Regions from separate parts of the Triticum aestivum genome. Here region 2 is linked to region 1. A link is a contact called in public Hi-C data. All regions are on one chromosome and are shown on one strand. The core of a region is the stretch at or near the end of the contact, and the rest is flanking DNA. Distances in the headings are between cores, read along the strand shown.

Region 1 (3,821 bases), core at 1,145-3,644:
GTCAAGTGGGGCCTCTCGGAGCCATGCTGAGTTGTCGGCGATGAAGCTGAGCGCTCCAAAACGGATCTCACCGCTGACTAACATGATGATGACGATGAAATTCTACCCATGCTATAAAATTGCTAGACGCGCAACCCCACAGTGGGCGCCAACTGTTGGGGTTACGATCCTGACAATGAGTACTAGGGATATGAAAGACGGGCGGAGCCTAGCTACGGTGCAGATGTAACATTCGATATTTATGAGTTCAGGACCCTCTCGGAGGAGGTAACAACCCTATGTCTCGTACCATGAGGCTTGTTTTCTCTTGGGGTTATGATTCCAAAGAGTGCTTAACCCTTGCTCAGGAGGAAGAGGGCAACTTATATAGAGTGCGCCGCATCCTCTTTACTCCCACGATGCAAGGGTGGTTTAATAGATATAACTATGAAAGTTATTAGTGTTAATAGCCACAACTACGACAGTTACAGATAACCATGACTATGCTTAAAGTCCGACTTCAGACTACTCAACCATTGCAGTTCTCACGTCGTCCTTTCACCTTCTTTGTCTGGGTGGTGATGGTTGGGTCGACTGGAGGAAAGACGTTCGAGTGTTGTCGGTGCGTCCGAGTGGACTTCTTGTTATATGCATCCGAATGTGTCTATGGTCTAGAGACGTGTCAACAATGGTGTGGGCCCCTAGGTGGGCCTTAGATGTTAGGTCCTTGACCCTACTTGTAGTAGGTGACCTCATCACTAACCAATGATCATGAACTCATACCCTTTCATACTACGACATCAATATAATTAAAACATACGTTTCATATTTAGTGATCTACATGAAAGTTTTTATTATACCATCCTTAAATACCTATCCTTTTTGGACTAGTCTTATAACCCGTGCTCATTACCACTTCCTATTTAAAGACTCTCAAAATGATTTAAGCGAAGCATAAGCGTGCAATCATTTCTATAAAATATGAACACCGTTGTGCTCTAACATATATAAGTGAAGCTTATAGAGTATTCTAACAAATTGCAATGAATGTATGTCTTTCTCAGAAGGTGTGTCTAGCAAACAATGATTGTGGCAAACTAACAAGCAAACAAAAATAAAACTTTGGCACAAGATGCTGCAAATAGAACTCATATCATGTGATAAATAAACATATAGCTTCAAGTAATATATTGATAGATTATAGACGAAAGAGGGGATGCCATCTGGGTCATCCCAAGTTTAGACGATTGTGTTTTCCTTGAATATTACCTGGGGGAACTTCCGACCGGTTGTTAACGACCGTTAACGGTGCGCCGTCAACGCTATCGGCCAGCAAGCGATCAGCCACGTGAAAACGAGCTCAAAATTTTGCTCCGTGTTTTTTGCCACTGCAAAATGTCACGAATCATAAACTGATGATTTTTCACTAATCATGACATGAAAGTGGTGGCTCTGTGCATAACTCCATCACGGATCATCTTTTTTCTTTCTTTATTATTTTCCTCTTTTTTCTCTTTTTCTCCACCAATCACATGCATGTGACCGTACGTGTAGGAGAAAATAGTGAGACATGACTGCATGGATGAACAGATAAAAAGTCAAAACAAACACGTCTGGACACTGATCAGGCATGTCCGCAAACGTTTTTTTTTTGAACATCAGTATAGACATAAGCGCTCATATACGCACACCCTATGAACGCATCGACGGGAACGTCTACTCCCACTAAATGCGCATCGCCGGAAATTGCGAGCACCAGGATTTGAACCCTGATTGGCTGGGTATACCACAGTCCCTCTAACCATCCAACCACAGGTTGGTTTACACGTCCGCAGACGTTTGAAGGGTCAAATTTGCTCGGTCCAGATGTAGATGAGCATAGTATGTTCATCCAGTGTTGCTAAACTGAATTAAGCTTCACCAGAAATAAGCGTAAACTCTAACTTAAACTCCATGCGCTGCCATCATCAGTTGATAGTTTTTCGAATTTTTTTTTCATTTTAATTAAATGAAAGGGCCGTTTTCCGTCATCCCGTGATGACCCCTCCTGAATCGTAGAGTAGATCGTAGAAAAGGAAGAAGGGGAAATAATATGAGAAAGAAACAGGCCACGCCGGGCTAAAGCACGCTAGGCGACGTGCGGGCGCCGAATTGTTTAGCCCCGGGCAGGGACAGCGAAACAACCCTACGCCGCTTAAACCGCACAGAAACGACCATTTCTCGTGGCCCGTCCCGTCCCCTGCCTTTGGAGTTTTCCGCCACCGCTGCCGGTGACGGAACACTCGTGGAATCCACATCCACACGTTTCGCCGGTCGCGAGATGGGCCTTGCCCCGCGCCGCCGCCCACCCAATTCCCATCCACACCCTCGGCTCATCACTGTCTCCCCGATGCGCACCATCGTCACCTGCGACCCGCCTCGTGCCCGCCTGCTGTGCCCATCCACCGCGCAGCGCGCATCGGAGCGCACAGTGTCGTGTCAAAGTCCGGGCTTGTCGCCTTGCCTCCCTCCTCTCGCCATCTCCCACGCGGGCCTACTACCCACCGGCTGCCGCCTCCCATCCCAGAGAAAAACGAGCTCAAATCCGCTGTTTTTTCTTTTCTCGACTTGCTCCTGCTCGCTCGGCCCTGGCCATTTATGCGCGGACACACGTTCTTCTCAGCAATAAACAACGCCAGCGGGGCCGATCGTTGCTCGTTCCGCATCCCGATCCGCGGCTCCTCATCAAGAGTCGTCGTCGTCACTCCGGCTCCTCGCGGCCGGTTCTTTGCTTGCCTCCAAGAAACCGTCGGCTTGGCTTCTCATTCCCGTCCCAAATCCGTCCTGTTAATAGGCCCAGCTCAGCTTCTTGCATTAGCTTCTTCTCGGGGCGGACTCTAGTTCTAGTGTGTTGATTTGGATTGGAGTTTTGGGGCAGGTGCTGCAAGCAATGGCGGAGGTGCGGAGCCGGGTGCGGGGGTTCCTGCGGAACCGGTGGCTGGTGTTCGTGGCGGCGATGTGGATGCAGTCGGTCGCCGGGGTGGGGTACCTGTTCGGCAGCCTGTCGCCGGCGATCAAGTCCTCGCTTGGCTACAACCAGCGCCAGGTGGCCAGCCTCGGCGTCGCCAAGGATCTGGGAGACAGCGTCGGCTTCCTCGCCGGCACGCTCTGCGCCGTGCTCCCGCTCTGGGCCGCGCTCCTCATCGGCGCCGCGCAGAACCTCGTCGGATACGGCTGGGTCTGGCTCGCCGTCACCCACCGCGTCCCCGTGCCACCGCTCTGGGCGGTAAGATCCGTCACCTGCCCCTCCAATCATTATAGTCCTCCCATTTGCTTCTCCTTTCTGCAATAGCCATAGCCGCATCAAACCTTCCTGTTCTTGGAGCCTCATGTGCTACTGCAGATTGAGCTGGGTTTTTTCTCTTCTAATGCTAAGAAAATTCCCTGTGACTTTTGTGCTAATTGAAGCGTGCACGATGCTGTGGTGGAAGAAACTCATGTTCTACTGTGCTTCGTATAATTATTAAGTTGTACGGTTGAAGCTTCTGGATTTGGACTGAAAACTAATCATGTCTTCTTCCTTCAATTATGCTACTGTATGTATGTACTAGTTCCCTTTAGTGAACACGCGAGACCAGTTTGCTCATCATCTGAAAGCAAACATGGGTCAGTCAATCACGCATCCTAACTGCACGCCTGTCCCCAATGATGGAGAGTCGCTATTCGACTTCCATTTACAGAAGAGAAGGTGGTGAATTCCTTATTTTGGAACACAGTTGCTGTTGGACTTCAATGTTTTCTGTTCCTCCAAAATGTTGAAAGCTATGTTCAGAAATATTTGCCAGATTTTTATTGGCTCAAAA
Region 2 (4,363 bases), core at 1,700-4,199, 440 kb before region 1:
TGAATCGTATTCCCACGAAATTCCTTTACGCATTTCCTACAAACCGAATGCATATATAGAAAATTTTCCTTGGAATCCTTGTTCCCACGTTTTTCCTATAAAAATCCTTCAAACCGAATGAGGCCTTAACATGAAATAAAGCTTATAATAGGGTGGAGTGGCACTTCCTACAAAGGATGATGAAGATGGGCTTTGAGGATCATGGCAGTTATGAAATGTGTCACACCAGCGTGGTTGTCGAGTCACTTTCACGTTTACTAGCTGCGTTTGTTTAGTTGTCGAGCCACTTTCACGTTTCTGCCATCCCAATTCAGACGGCTGCTTTTAGTTCTGCACAACGAGCAGCCATATTAAGCCTGTTTGCGTTCGTCTGCAGCCGAGTTCAGAAAAGAATCCAAAATTGCAGGGATATTTTTTAGAAACAAAGAGCAATGGAAAAAAAACACTTTAAAAATATTAACTGAGCAAGGGAAGAAACTTTTGGGACATGCAAAAGTGAACTTAAATGGTCACAAACAAAACCCAGAGATGCCACACATAACTAATACCTGGACGGTTTCCATCAACATTCCAAAGAAAGTGCCACCCAAGCAACGACAATACATGGGAAACACAAAACAAAAGAAGATCTGGTGGATGCCTATCAAGTCTGGCAATTTTTTGCGATAAATTGCACAAGCTGGCGAACAAACAAAGAGTCTGCAGCATCATCATTTGATGTTCATTGTTTCAACATAAATCCCTGAACAAGTTCTTTGCCGCCAGAGCGGTCGCCCTTCCTTAACCATAGTTCAGGCGGAACATGTCGTTCTGCACGTAGAAGCTCCCTCCAGCTGGCAGCAAATGGAACATCTGCAAATACAGTGGATCACAAGGTTAGAAAAGACTCCAAATCCTTGTATGAAGGACAACTAAGAAAATTTCCCTTGAGATCAGAAAGACAAGAACATAACAATGTACTTCCATGCAACCTCTCAAACCCGTTAAGACACAGACCTGCTACCAGGAAGAAAAACCATCCTAATAGGCAAATGGACACAGACATAGTGAATTAAAGAGCTACACTCTTCTAAGGACCAGTAACAAATCACATTGATCAAGGACCATCTAAGAGTCCCACTGTTCAATAAAAAAGGCAGCATAAGCGTCATAAAGCATGGAACTGTTGAACTGAGTGGCTAAGAGGTGTAATGGGTTACAAATTACTTACATGTGCATCAAGGTTAGATTTGGAAAACTACATATTACCCATAAAAAAGCTGGACTTGCAATTATAGCATGTATCATCACCAGCGACCTATTTAAGATAAAACTACACATAAACAGCGGGTGAATTGTTTCATTAGCAAACAATAGGTTTTATACTCGCTCCATCCCGTAATGTAAGGTGTTATTACAACCGATATACTTACATATTGGTTGTAATAACAACTTATATTACGGGACAGAGCGAGTATTTGTTATTCTAAACGACCACCTAATTATGAATAGAGCACACTATCGTCACATAAACAGTGCATGGTGAAAGGAATTCTGATAAGGAAGCAATGAAACTTCAATAGAAGAAGTGCGCTAGCTACACTAATCCAACATATGACTCTGGAACATATAACCTCACCCCTCTTTCCCAAGGCATGGCCAAAACATAACTCTAGTTCATAGCAACTAGGAAAGTGATGCTCACATTATCAGTATCACAAATTAAGAAAAGGAGCAACACTACAGCAAATATCGTACTGATGCAACAGAGCAATGCATATTATCTATTCACATCAAGAAACAACCACATCAGTACTCACTAACATGGCAATCACTACATATGGCCAAATCCAGCAACCAAGAGCCATAACTGAGCCAACAAAAAAAAAATTAAGATCACACTTGGAAACACAACAGTGATAGATGGACAGAAATATCCATTCATACTGCAAAGCATGGTCCTAGAGAATGAAATAATTTAGAGCAATCAGTAACAAAGAGCGATCAGCACCAAACTACAGGCCAGTATATACTGAATAATGATCAATTTTTAGGACAGACTAAAATCCCAACAGATCTTGTAAAGAACTACACGCACTGAAATTACCTCAAGGAAAAGTAAATCTGAAAACGTGCCTACGAAACAAAAGAACTGCCAAAAGGAGATCCCAAGGACGATGCCTACAAGGGAATGACACGGTTCCGGGATAAAGATCTATAAATGTCCACTTGTCGGATACAAGTCTCCAGGTCCAAACAAATCTAGCATAGCCTAATTAATCAAGTACCATCTAGTGATGAGACAGGGATATAGATTAATTTGATAGACCCCACCGATCATGATAGCAAAGCATAGATCACAGAAACGAAATTGAGGGCCTTCCACTCCTAGGGAAGGAGTACCGTATGATTTGCGAATTTGGAACCAAACGAAGGATCGCAGTGGTAATCACAGTTAATAGGATCAGATCAGCACATACGAGAACCAAACAAGAGAAATATTGGATGAGGGGACGGGCGAGATGGAGCGAATCGTGTGGGTGGTGCAGACCTGTGAGAACTTGAGGGGGTGCTCGCCGGGGCCGGTGGTGATGGTGCCGGAGACGAAGACGAGGACGCCGCCCTGGGGCCCCGAGGGCTGGCAGTCGACGGTGTCGATCTTGTGCTGGCACTGCTGGAAGGGGAGAGATCCGAGCTTGCCGGCGATGGCGGCGGGGCCGCCGAACTTCTCGCCCTCGAAGGTGAGCATGGAGCCGTCCTGGTACAGCCCCACCAGCGCGGCGCGGTTGGAGTCGAACGTGTGGTAGTAGTGCTGCACGAACGCCTTCGAGACCGAATCGGGATCCATGGCCTCTCCCTCCTCGCCTCGCCTCGCCTAGGGTTTGGAGCTCTGGATGCGTAGGCTTTGGGCGTTGGGAGCCGGAGTTTGGTAAGTGGGGAGAGAGGGGTTCGTGAGGGGAATAATAATTGCTGGCGATTTGGATGGGGATGGCCGGGGGTGGGGTGGGGCTTGGCGTGGGAAGGACGCTACGCTGTAGGGGCTGGGCCCGTCGATGGACGAATGCAGCGCTGGGCTAGTTTTCCGCTTTTTGGGAGATGCGGCGTTGGGGGTGCCCTATGTCTCGCATTAAGCGGGAGAGGAGCGAACCGAACCCCTCGCTGAAGGCAAATGCCACTTGGCCCGGCCCACGCGCGCGGGATACACCAGCCTGTTTTTTGCTTTTTCACGTTTTTTGATTTTGTTTTTTCTTTTGTTTATTTATACTTTATAATATTCTATATATATATTACAAAAAAATACTCTTTAGAAACAAATTTGAAAAATGTTAAATAAGTATTAAAAAATATTGCACAAGAATTTGAAAAATGTTGAACAAGTATTTGAAAAATGTTGAATAAGTATTTTAAATGTGGATCAAGTATTCAAAAAATGTTGAATAAGTATTAAAAAATTGAACAAGAATTTGGAAAATGTTGAATCAATACTAAAATGTTGAGCAATTATTAAAAAATGTTGAATAAGCATTCCTACAATGTTGAAGGTATATACAAAATATGTTGATCACTTATTAAAAAATGTTTTTGACATATACGAAAATGCAGACTGAAAACGAAAACAAACAAAAGAAAAACAAATAATGGAGAAGAAAACAGGAAACCAAACAAATATTTGAAAAAATGTTGAACAAATATTTGAAAAATATTGAAAAAGTATTTAAGAAAATGTTGATCATGTATATAAAAATGGTGTACAAGTATTTTAAAAAATATTGAAAAAGTATTTGAAAAACTTTGAACAAGTATGTGAAAAAATGGTGAACAAGTATTTGAAAATAATGTTAATCCTGTATTTAAAAAATGTAAAAATTGTGTATAAAAAAATATTTACCATGTATTACAAAAATGTATGATTTGTATTGAAAAAGTGCTAGACGTGTATTAGAAAAATGTTGTTGACATATACAAAGAGTGTAGAATAATAACCAAAAGAACAAAGAAAACCAAAATTAGAAACAAAATAAAAAATGAAGAAACACAATGCAAAAATGAATGAAAAAGAAGGAAACAAAAATGGAGAAGAAAAAGAAAAAACAAAAAAAGGAAAAAGGAAAAATCCCAAAGAAATAGGTTGCTCTAGCATCAAGTAGAACGCGCCCCTTGTTGTTACCACGAAAGGAACTTGGGTGGAGTGTTTAGCGCGGCGCGCGTTCTCCCTGGAGACCCCAGTTTGATCCCTCTGTCTCACATTTCTTTGCTCTTTTACACTGTGCGCGCATGGATGGGCCGACCCAATATGACGCGAGGGGAGAAAAAGCTTCAGCGAGAGATGTTGCTTGTATCGCTTAAGGCGATAAATAGTCGCCGCGGCGGCGTTGGGCTAGTC

What was found. Hi-C and Micro-C count contacts between places; a contact is called where the count stands out from the background.
Region 2: a contact with region 1 is called in a Hi-C map of leaf, with 3 times the contacts expected there. The contact joins the promoter of LOC123151937 here to the promoter of LOC123151929 in region 1. A contact is called at or near these places in 2 of 5 Hi-C or Micro-C datasets (both in leaf).

What each region holds. Positions count from the first base shown.
Region 1 is chr7A:262,496,997-262,500,817 of IWGSC CS RefSeq v2.1, reverse strand. It overlaps LOC123151929 (protein NUCLEAR FUSION DEFECTIVE 4), which reads left to right and starts at 2,394. Exons shown (of 3, transcript XM_044571558.1): 1 at 2,394-3,244. The coding sequence starts at 2,909.
Region 2 is chr7A:262,937,024-262,941,386 of IWGSC CS RefSeq v2.1, reverse strand. It overlaps LOC123151937 (nuclear transport factor 2), which reads right to left and starts at 2,949. Exons shown (of 2, transcript XM_044571565.1): 1 at 2,531-2,949; 2 at 507-852. The coding sequence starts at 2,827. The coding sequence ends at 781.